Linked DNA regions of Mus musculus: regions 1 and 3 are each linked to region 2. A link is a contact called in public promoter capture Hi-C data. All regions are on one chromosome and are shown on one strand. Each heading gives the region's core, a stretch centred on a gene start, on an enhancer-like site or on the middle of the called end of the contact. The rest is flanking DNA. Distances are from core to core; before and after follow the strand shown. Region 1 holds the start of Oaz2 (ornithine decarboxylase antizyme 2). Region 2 overlaps Ubap1l (ubiquitin-associated protein 1-like). Region 3 overlaps Rbpms2 (RNA binding protein with multiple splicing 2).

What was found. Promoter capture Hi-C pulls out the DNA fragments that hold promoters and counts their contacts. Capture Hi-C pulls out chosen DNA fragments and counts their contacts.
Region 1: a promoter capture Hi-C map of hippocampal neurons shows a contact between it and region 2, with 2.0 times the contacts expected there. The contact joins the promoter of Oaz2 here to the enhancer-like site in region 2. A contact is called at or near these places in 3 of 39 promoter capture datasets (the C10 cell line, hippocampal neurons and liver) and 2 of 9 other capture datasets (adipose tissue and liver).
Region 3: a promoter capture Hi-C map of adipose tissue shows a contact between it and region 2. The contact joins two enhancer-like sites. A contact is called at or near these places in 2 of 39 promoter capture datasets (the C10 cell line and hippocampal neurons), 1 of 484 Hi-C or Micro-C datasets (the G1E-ER4 cell line) and 2 of 9 other capture datasets (adipose tissue and liver).

Annotation. Positions count from the first base shown.
Region 1 is chr9:65,674,639-65,678,472 of GRCm38.p6, reverse strand. Oaz2 (ornithine decarboxylase antizyme 2) reads right to left here and starts at 1,925. Exons shown (of 5, transcript NM_010952.3): 1 at 1,708-1,925. The coding sequence starts at 1,727.
Region 2 is chr9:65,373,367-65,377,171 of GRCm38.p6, reverse strand. Ubap1l (ubiquitin-associated protein 1-like) reads right to left here. Exons shown (of 6, transcript NM_001373909.1): 4 at 3,213-3,422; 5 at 162-263. Among named protein-coding and RNA genes, the nearest start is that of Ubap1l, 14 kb to the right of the region's middle. Within about 2 kb of position 1,376, at least 17 of the 459 cell types and tissues checked have an H3K27ac peak or open chromatin away from gene starts, as enhancers often do. A contact at or near this core is called in adipose tissue and hippocampal neurons, where this site is marked.
Region 3 is chr9:65,651,695-65,655,320 of GRCm38.p6, reverse strand. Rbpms2 (RNA binding protein with multiple splicing 2) reads right to left here. Exons shown (of 8, transcript NM_028030.3): 6 at 3,617-3,626. Among named protein-coding and RNA genes, the nearest start is that of Rbpms2, 23 kb to the right of the region's middle. Within about 2 kb of position 1,385, at least 8 of the 459 cell types and tissues checked have an H3K27ac peak or open chromatin away from gene starts, as enhancers often do. A contact at or near this core is called in adipose tissue, where this site is marked.

The DNA.
Region 1 (3,834 bases), core at 676-3,175, 300 kb before region 2:
TTGTCACTAGAGGGGCTAACACTGCAGGAATAAAGAAAGGCTAAGGCCTCCTTGGGCTGAGAGTATTTTTCAACCCAGGCTCCACATGAGAACTGGAGAGCTTTAAAATACACACCACTTATCAGGCCCTACCCTAGGCCATTTGGAGCAATCTAGGAAAGAACAGATAACTGGTTTTTTGGTTTGTGTTTGTCTAGCTAGGTTTAAGACACACTGAAATGTGAGGAACACACAGCTGGAGAAAAGATGGAGCTGGAAGAAGCATCAAGTAGGAAATCGAGAGTATCAAGATCACTTGGTGAAAAAGGAGCTCAAGCTTCCAGAGGACCCTTGAGTGGCAGAGCCCTATGTAAACAGCCACAAGAAAGATGACTTGTAGGACGAAGTCATCTGGTTTTGGAGGGATCCTGACAGTTTAAGGAAAGGATCTGCTTACTCAAGGTCAGAGGCTATAAAAAGTCCAATGTGAAGATAAAAGATCTAGTATGGGGACTGAATGGGTTTCAAAAAAGTTTTGGAGGGTTTAGCACCGAGCCTTACAGGGGAAGGCAAAGGAATCATTTCTGAATTGCTAATGAAAGCCAAGATAATACATAAGCAAGTGGCATTACAAATCCTGAGGGATCAGAAAATTCTGGAATAGCTTTGGAGAAGAGCGTCTGTCTGGGACAGAAATGTGGGATATCTGAGGACATGGAAAAAGGGAGGGTAACTAAAGGGATGACTTCTGCCTACTTTGGTTGAAAGTTAAGAAACCCACACCATTTCAAAAGAATAATGCATTTCAAATCCTGGGGGAAACAGGGATTGGGTCTTGAGGTAGGTAACTTCCAAAGGCCCAGGATCTGGTTTTGGAGGCCCTGGAGTGAAATTTAAAAGGGGGTAGCACTTAATGATCTTCCCAGGAAAGGGGAGAGACTAAGTTGGGCATTGTAATGATTTTAAAGAAGGGGGGGGGCGGTAAGATGAGTACCAACTGAGACTTTGTAGTGTTTAAAGGGTAAGAGTGTGTAGAAGAGTGTTGGCAACATCATTGGAAAAACAGGCTGGAGGGCAGGAATGGACTCCATAGTGTTAGAGAAATAAAGAGTGGGGGTTCCCAGACAGGAAAATGGGGCCTACCTGGAGAAGGGTGGGGAAGAGAGTGGGACTGCACATCCCAAGGAGGTGGGAAGAGGGGGAAAGGGTTGAGTTGAGAACTGCCGGACAGAGCTTGTCTTTGGGGACAGCCAGGCAGGGCTGAGAGGAGTCTGCCTGGGAAGCAATTTTCACTAGAGAATGGATTTAAAGCGATTAAGTGACTTGTGGAGGAGTAAGAAAGATTTAGGGAAGATAAGAACCAATTCGGGGAATCTGTGGGAGAAAGCCCACAGTATGGGGGACTGGGCACCGTCCCACTGGGCTTAAGAAAACGGAGCGACTGACTGGCTATGTCCAGGTTTTTTTTTTTTTTTGGGGGGGGGGGGCTCCGGGCGAGGAGAAAACCCGGATGAGGGGGATGGGCAGGGCTGGAGGAAGGGGGCTAAAGGACGGAAGGAGGCCCGATTTCAGGACTCGGGTGGCAGTGGCTGGGATGGCGAGAGGAACAGTGGGAGCGGATGGAGCCCCCTGGGGGCTGGGGGCAGGCTGCGGGGGTGGGGGGGGGTGCGAAGGCCTCTGGAGCTGCGGAGGGAGGATGGGGGCGGGGAGCCTGCGCCGGGCCGTTACCTGTCCTGGGTGTTTATCATCCTCGGTGGCTCTGCTCAGGGTGGGAGGAGGCGGCGCGGGGAGTGGGTAGGTGGACGAGTGGGTGGGTGTGGGGTCGCGCGCGCGGGCCGGTCTCTGTGGGCTAAGTCCCTGTCAGGCCGCGGGCCGAGTGCCCTCCTCTTGCCTCAGCGAGCGCCTGCCTCCAACTGACCCTCCCCGGCCGCCGCCGCGCAACCGCCCCGCCCCCAAGTACCTCATCTGCATAGCCCCACCCAGCGCCGCTTGGTGTCCTGGGAAACTGGGGCCCACAACAAAGGGCGAAGCACCGCCCCGCCTGGGCGCAGGCGTACTAAGGGCAAGCTATCATCTCGGGAAGAGGGGCGGTAGCCAGGGAGAAGAGGGGAAAGAGGTCTCTCTCGATGCCAGGAACTCAGGTTCTGCTTGGCTAAGGCCAGTCTTCATTTCTGCTTTTGTTCTTTCTTAATCATTTATGTATGTTTATTTTTTATACACATTGGTGTTTTGCCTGCATGTATCTCTATATGAGGATGTCAGATCCCCTGGCACAGGAGTTACAGACAGTGTGACCTGCCATGTAGAGGCTGGGAATTGAACCCAAGTCCTCTGAAGACCAACCGGTGCTCTTATCCGCTGAGCCCTCTCCACTCGTTCATGTCTGCCTTTTGTTTGTTTTTTGATACAGTCTTTGTAGCTCAGGCTAGCCTCAGACTCACTGGAAGATGACTTGGAAACCCCCATCCTCCTTCCTTTACTTCCTGTCCTGCCAAGTGCTGGAAATAGTGTGCCTCACCACACTGGGCACTTGCTGCTTTTGGTGTGTGGCCAAACCGAAACCGGAGAATAGTATTTGTAAACCCATGTCACTAAACAAAACAAAATCTGAAATAGAAGAATACTCCTCATAGAGTAGCACCATTTCCAGTGTGAATCTAATCCCACAGATCTTTTCCTTCAATTCATAGTACAATGACAGTGGCTTCCAGCCAATCGGTGCAAGCTGCTTCAATCGATCATGCAAGGCACCTAGTGCACTGCCACTGTCTTACCTGGCCCTCTAATCACAGAGGCCAGGCAGCAATGTACACACACCCCCAAATCCCAGCCACACTCACAGGAGAACCCTAGTTGTCAAACCTGTGCAGTCAACTTAGACTGCAGTCAGTAGAGACTGTGTAAGCCTTTATCTATCTTAGCACCCAGGAAGCAGGGGCAGGTGAGGCTCTGTGAGTTGAAGGCCAGCTTGTAGTACGCAGGCAACAAGTTCCAGGCTGCTTAGTGTAACATGGTGAGACCCTATCTTGGGGGTGGGGGAGGGAGGGGAGAGAGAGAGAGAGAGAGAGAGAGAGAGAGAGAGAGAGAGAGAGAGAGAGGTGGGGCAGAGGGAAAGGGAGAGGATGCACTCTCAGACCACAGTGGTCACCTCAAATCATCCGTTCATTTAGTCAAAGTTCAGTAAATAGCTACATACTATGTGCTTCTAGCATGGGCAGGAATCCAGGAAGCTTCCACAATGGGCCAGGCAATGTACCTACCTTGGATGTCACAATCTGTCCAGAGAGAGAGGCCATCACAATATGAGGTAAGTACTCAGTCTGAAGGACACTGCAAAGAAAGCAACACGCAGAAGAGACAGCTTGAAAAACCTGTACTTTTTCACTTTGGTATTACTCCAAAATGCAGTGGTCAACATGACCTCCACTGCCAAGCTACAGTGCCCCTTGGGACCTAAGGATTCTGTCGCACACACAAGATTTTAGTGTTCAGATCATGGGGATACCAAGGAAGGATGGGGCTTTCACACTACGTTTTACTTTTTCTTAAAACAAAAATTGAAGTGGTAAAAGAACTGTCATGGTTATCCTTAGATATTCAGAACTGTTCTCTGGCTCACCTTGCTGGACATGGTGGCACACGCCTTTAATCCCAGCACTGGGGAGGCAGAGGCAGACAGGTCTCTGAGTTGAGGCCAGCCTCTACATAGTTCCAAGACAGCCAGGGCTACACAGAGAAAAACTGTCTCAAACGATCCCCGAGCTCCCAACAACAAAACCTCAGCAGAGCAGTAATGGCATATTCCCTTAGTTCTAGCTCTCAGGAGGAAGAGACAGGTAGCCCTCTGTGAGTTTG
Region 2 (3,805 bases), core at 127-2,626:
CTCCTACCTTTGACTGTGCTCCACTTCTCTAGGTCGGTACTTTCTCCCCTGTGTGAGCAGGCCAGTTCCCTTCTGACCAGTCCACACGCAGCTCTGGGGCCACCACACCCCTGCACCCCATGCTCCCATTCCCTGGGGACCAGGTGGGAGGCCCAGCCCACCTGATGCTCGGAGAACTGAAACATCTCCATGGCCTCATCCACCAGCGCCTCGTCGTAGCCCTGCCGCAGCAGCCTGTCGCAGGCACTGAGGTAGCCGAGAAACTGGGCCAAAGAGGGCAGAGACGGAGAGACAGTAAGAGGAGTGTCAGGGTCAAGCTAGGGGGCCAACCAAGGGTCTTACAAAGATCATGTGTCCTGAACAACCCGTCATAGGTAACAGGAAGCCAACAGAATTGGAACAGGCTTCCCTTGAGAACCAGCAGAGGGGTGACAGCAGGCTCCTCAATAAATGTCCCAAGTTGAGGGATAGAATCCAAGAAAAGAGCTGTTCATGTGTTTACAGAGCCTATGTGGGGTCCAGGACAGGCTTTAAGCAAGTAACTCAACCTCCTCACCTCAGCCACCTCACGGACGACCACCAGCTTAGCCATCCTTCTCAGAGGAGCACCTAAGTGCAAAAGGACCCTCCTCGCCCATCTCTATGCACCCCCACCCCACCCCAGACACACCTGTCACCCAGGGTGAGTGGAGTTCACACCAGACCTCAGTCTGCACCACAGCTGGGGGAGGGGGCAGAGAGGCAGGACGTTTCTTCCAGAGCATACATCCTGGTGCTGAAAACTTGTTCTAATCACCCCCTGATTTCATTGTGGGGACAGGGTTCTTTGGCCTTCAGGGTAAGTAGTATCACCTGAGGACCAGGCTGGCCTGCCTACATAGGGAGCTTGAGGTTAGCCAGTAATATGGTAAGACCCAACTCAAAACACAAACAACGAGAAACAAACTAAGTGTTGCCTTAAGGTAGTGAAGTTGGCAGAGTGCTTGCCTATTGTGTATGAGGTTCAGTCCCCAGCAACATATAACTGGGTTCTGATGGTGCACTGGGGAGGTGGAAGCAGGAGGGTCAGAAGTTCAAGATCGAGCTGGTGAGATGGCTCAGTGGGTTAGAGCACCCGACTGCTCTTCCAAAGGTCCAGAGTTCAAATCCCAGCAACCACATGGTGGCTCACAACCATCCGTAACGAGATCTGACTTCCTCTTCTGGAGTGTCTGAAGACAGCTACAGTGTACTTACATATAATAAATAAATAAATCTTTAAAAAAAAAAAAAAAAAAAAAAAAGAAGTTCAAGATCAAGGCTGAGGAGCTGGCTCAGTGGGTAAGAGTGCTTGCATCATAAATGTGAGGGCCCGAGCTCAAGTGCCCAGCCCCCACATAGAAATCTGGATGCTGCCACATGCGGGCCTAAAACCTCAGCACTGTAGGAGGCAGAAGCAGAAAGCCTGGGGCTTGTTGGCTGCCAGCCTAGCCCTGGGTGCAGTGGGAGAGCTGTCTCAAGGGAACAGAATGACAGACCAGGGTATTTTCTCTGGTCGATCACGCATTTGCACACACACATGCACAAATACTACGCTAGACCACACACACACACACACACACACACACACACACACACACACTAATAAGTTAAAGATCACTCTTAGTTGCATAGTGAGTTTAAAGCCAGTCCTGCCACATGAAATCGTGCCTCCAAAACAAATGTGCTGCCTTTCACCATACCCTGGCCTGCTCACGTCCTCAGCTCCCTTCTTTTCTCAAGGCCTCTGTCCAACTCCCCATCTAAGGCTGGCCTCATTCTCCTCCCAGGAGGCCTCTCTGCAGACTCTGTCTCCCCTGGGCCATCCTTGGGGCTCTTAGGCTCCATCCACCCAGGGCAGTGCACACAGCTTTGCTCTGACTTTATGCCCACTGACTTCTGTCCCACAGTGGCGGAGGTTAAGTCAATCCCTACTGCACCAGCAGGGGAAGCAAAGGAGCCATGTGCATAAAATGAATTAAGAACGGCAAGGAACTCACAGCTTAGTGAAGGAGATAAACCAGACATGGGAGACTACGCCAGTGCCGGGCAAATCAAAGCAGGCTTTATAGGGACAGGTGCCCACCAAAGGAGAGCCATGTGTGTGGCTGGGAAGGAGGAGGTCGGGTTTCTGTTGACCTTCAGGGCTGGCAGGAGCACAGATTGTCTAGCCAGCCATGTGGTTTTCCAACTCTTGGAGCTCCTGGTCTGTTTGTCCCAGCACAGCAAGCAGCAGCTAAGAGCAGGCTGCCTGGAACAGGAGGCTGAATAGCTGCAGACACAAGGAGCTGGGTGCTCCTGAGAGAGGAACTGTGGGACACCCAGACCTGGCTCTCAACATATCTGAAAGCCACTTACCCCCAACACCTTTCACGGCTGAGGACATGGACAGCCTGGCAGAGCTGACAGCTTGTCAAAGAGTCTTAGTCCTTTAAACCTGGACTAGTCTGTGAGGTGGAAATGACTGTACAATGTGAAGGCTAGGCCAGGTGACCTTGAAGTTTTTGCTCTTATACTCTTGGAACTAACTGGACTAGTTTTCTGAAGAAATGTGGTGCAGTTAGTTGGCAAGTATCACCAATCACTGGACTGAGGCAACCGTTCTAACTGAATCAGCAAATATCACATAGAAGTAAGAGACTATCTAGAAAGATGTGATAGTATCTGAGGAGGATACCTTAGGTGGACTTACTTCTGTATGGCCTTTACACATATTTGCATACACTCTCACACTAGCACATACATGGACAAATACACATATACACGTTCTCATAGAGATTGGCCTATTGGAGAGTTCTAGAGAGGTTCTTGGCTGCTTAAAGCTTCTGAATCCGGTATGTGGTACATGGACTAGGAGAAGGGTTTGACTATGGAGATCCTTAAATGGTCACAGGGATTCCTTGGGAAGTCCTGTGGAAAAGAGATCAATAAGGCCTAAAAATTCAATCACTAACTTGGTAATTTGTGCCAGGTTGAGGTTCTACCACTAAAGAGACGTAAGCAAGGGCTGGGCCTCTAGATCAGTGGGAGAGAGCTCGCCTACTATGTGCAGGGCCCTGTGCTGATCCCCAACACTGCAAGAGGGGGCACGGGAGAGGGGAGAGAGGAAGCAAGACCTTGATCAAGTTAGAGGGGAAAAGCCATTTGACCTTTCCTGACTCTAGCATGCACTCCTCAACCCCGGGCCCACTCACCTGGCTCAGGCTCTGCCTCCCTGTCTTCTGCAGTGCCTCCATGGCCCTTCCCAGGGGATAGCCCAAGGCGACCACTGGCCCAATGAGGTCTTGCTCCTCTTCGGTCAGGGCAGACAGCAGGTCGGGTGCTGAATCAGGATGCAGTCTACAGGAGACGAGGGGCTGGGGTGTCTCCCTCAGAGGTGGTAAGCAGGTGTATGGGCTGAGGGACTGAAATACAGACAGGATGGCATGTCAGCAACCAGAGGAGGTCACAGTCAGCTGGGCTGAATATCTTAAGATGTGGCTTTGTGTCCTACTTTCTACACTGCAGAGAGCGTTGGGTCCTGCAGGCTCCAGGTCTCAGTCTCTGTTCCCTTTCTCAGATGCCAACAGAGCCATCTTGGAACTACCTCATCAGACTGTTAGGAGGCATAAATCTGAGCCTGAGCAAGGTGATTAATTAGCAAAGGGCCCAGTGTGCAGAAGCTGTCAGCAAAAGCTACTGTTTCACTTAGGGCTTGCGACACTGCAAATGAAATATGACCGGTAGCCTAGATGTGGTGGTACATGCCCATAATCATAGCTACTTGGGAGCTGAGGCAGGAGGATTG
Region 3 (3,626 bases), core at 136-2,635, 280 kb before region 2:
CAGTACTGTCATGGAGCAAAGTGGGGAGGGGTCTTGAAAGGGAAAAACAAGGTATCACTACATGGATATGCCTCTTAACTACGTCTGGTCCTATGCCATCCTCTACTGAGGGTGTCCAGTAAGTTTGAAAAGCACGATCAGAACTAGAGACTGTTTCCTCCAAGATATACCAGTGTGCTTTAGGGTGGCCTCCTTCCTGTTCCCAGGAAGGCTAGAAGGCAGCACCTCAGGCAGACACAGACCTCAGGCATCCAGCCAGACTATAATAATCCACCTGCCTTAGCAATCATAAACTCCAGCACTTTGACAGCACTTTGTTCACACTGACAGCTGCATCAAAGCTGAGTGTGGTAGAACACAAGTTACCCTAGCATTCTAAGATGGGGCAGATTAGGAGATCAAGGTCATCCTAGGAGTCATGAGATCCTGTCTCAAAAAGCACAATGTCCAGCACTTGGGAGGCAAAGGCAAATCAATCTCTTAATTCAAGGTCAGCCTGGTCTACATGGAGTTCTAGAACAGGACGACACAGACAAAACTGTCTTTAACGAGGGGTGGAGGTGAGGATGGGGCTGGAGAGATGGCTCAGTGGTTAAGAGCACTGGCTGCTCTTCCAGAGGTCCTGAGTTCAATCTCCCGCAACCACATGGTGGCTCACAACCATCCATAATGGGATCTGATGCCCTCTTCAAGCATGTAGGTGTACATGCAGATAGAGCACTTATATACATAAAATTAAAAATCTTTTTTTAGAGCCAGGCGTGGTGGCGCACGCCTTTAATCCCAGCACTCAGGACACAGAGGCAGGCGGATTTCTGAGTTCGAGGCCAGCCTGGTCTACAGAGTGAGTTCCAGGACAGCCAGGGCTATACAGAGAAACCCTGTCTTGAAAAAAAAAATCTTTTTTTAAAAGGCGGGGGTGGGGTCTGGGGATGGGGCCCTTGAGATGTAGCTCAGTTGACAGTACTTGCTTAGTATCTATCCTGAGTACCAAGTAAACCAGGGTGATGCCTGCCTGTGATCTCAGTACTCTGTGGAGGTAGAGACAGGGGAATGAGAAGCTCAAGGCCATCCTGACTCTTGGCTACACACTGCAATTATAAATTATCCTGGAGAGGCTAGAGAGATGGCTCAGCGGTTAAGAGCACTGACTGCTGCTCTTCTGACGGTCCTGAGTTCAAATCCCAGCAACCACACGGTGGTTCATAACCATCCATCATGATGAGATCTGACACCCTCTTATGGGGTGTCTAAAGACAACTACAGTGTACTTACATATAATAAATAAATAAATCTTTAAAAAAAAAATAGCCTGGAATACAGAGAGATTTAGTTAAGCAACTTGTCAAAGGTCACAAAGAGGTTGTGTAATGGCGGCCAGGATCTGGACTACAGTTAGAAAGCAGTAGAACATGGGAAGAAGCCGGGAAGAGGACTTCAGGACAGGCGGCTACAGAGTTTAGCTCCCAGCTAGCAGAGCAGAGGGGCCTCTCTGGGTTCACTTGACAAACCCACTGTTGCTGGCTCCATACACCTGACCCAGACCAGCCTTCTTATTTTACAAAAGAGCACACATAGGCCCAAAGGTGAAGATCATGTAGCTAATTAGTAGCAGAGCTGGGATCACAGTGCCTTGCACTGTTCCTGCATTTAAATTTCAAGCTACCAGCTTGCTTAGCCTAGAGCACCCAGTCCTTGTCAGGGCCCATGCATGCTTACACACACACACACACTTACACACACACACACACACACACACACACACACACACACACACGGCTTCCCTGTCTCCAACTCCGATCCTGTGTTAATACTCAAACCTTCCCCTCTAGAAGGCATCAGCTACTTTTGATGAATTTTCCAGATGCCCAGGGTGCTCAGCTGGAGAAAGTACCACGTTTAACCACATTCTGGCCCACAATCAAAACCTACCCAACTTTCCTGCTGAGGTACACCTGCCACCATAGCAGCACCTGGCTTGAATTTCCCACATGGAGACTGGGACAAACTCTGGGTCCCAAAGCCACTCAAAACTTAGAAATGGATATGCACTTAGATCCTAGGTAAAGCACCCAGTACTGCTTTCTACTGCCCAGGTCAGGACCAAATAAATAGCCACCTCCAAGTGTTCCTTTCTTGACGGTCTAGGACACTCCCGGCTTCAAGGCTCACTTTTTGGTGACGTCTGAGCAGAGGTTTAGATAGATTCAATCCTGCCCTTGATATCCCTCCTGTGGCTGCTTGGCTGGGTCCCTTACACATAGCTACTCTTTTTCCTGCCTCCCCCCCCCCCACCCGTGCCCAGTCCCCAAATCTGTAATCCCAGCACCTGAAGCTGAGGTAGGAGAACTACCAACAAGGCCAGCCTGGCCTCCAGAGCAACACTGTCTCAGAAAAACAGAACTAAACTAAACAAAAAAGGAACACAAACACACAAAACAAGAACAAAAATAAGTCAGGTGTTGTATGCTTGTAACCTCAGCATTTGGGAGGTAAGGCAAGAGTATCAAGAGGTCAAGGCCAGCCTGGGCTACATACATAAGTTCCCCCACCCCCGTTTTATAAACCAAAATAAATGTACCAACAAAGCAAAATAATTAAACCAATAAAACCTACCAAAAAAAAAACAAGGCTGACAAGATGGTTTGGCCCACATGGTAGAGAACTGATTTCTAAAAGCTGTCTTATAATCTCTGCACATATGAGACACACATAAATGTAATCAAACGGGAGTCCTAAACTATCCAGGCAAAGTTCTAGCCTTTATTGTGTTACTATCCAACTCTAAACAATCCAAAGGCACAGTTTATTATTCTAGTTCTCCACAGCAATAACTGAGGCACGGAAACCTTTAAAAGCCTGATCAAGTTCATAAAGATAGGAAGGCCAAGCAGACCCCGCCTGCATGTCCCTGGTTTCTGCTCTGAACATTCAGATCCCTAGGGACACCAGTTCCAAATAATCTGGGCAGATAACAGTTGTGGGGGTTTGGGGGTTTTCTTGGGCACCATGTCACACATTTTAGCTCAGGCTGTCTTAAAAAATCCCAGCAATGGGACTGGAGAGATGGCTCAGTAGTTAAGAGCACCAACTGCTCTTCCAGACATCCTCAGTTCAATTTCCAGAAACTACATGGTGGCTCACAACCACCTGTAATGGGAAACTGACACCCTCTTCTGGTGAGTCTGAAGAAAGCAACAGTGTACTCACATACATGAAATAAATAAAATAAGTCTTAAAAAAGGGGGGGGGGCTGGAGAGATGGCTCAGCAGTTAAGAGCACAGACTGCTCTTTTGAAGGTCCTGAGTTCAAATCCCAGCAACCACATGGTGGCTCAAAACCATCCGTAATGAGATCTGACACCCTCTTCTGGAATGTCTGAAGACAGCTATGATGTACTTACATATAATAAATAAATCTTTTTTTTTAAATCCCAGCAATCCTCTTGCCTCAATTTCCTAAATACTAAGATTACAGACACAAGCTACCAATCCTGAGAAAAGACAACAATTCTGTTGCTGCAGCCCCAGAGGCAGGAGCAGCCAGCCTATGCCAAGTAAGCACACTCAACTTGTCTGTCTTGAGCTTTCTATTCTTCCACTCAAAATGGCTTACCTGAGCATGT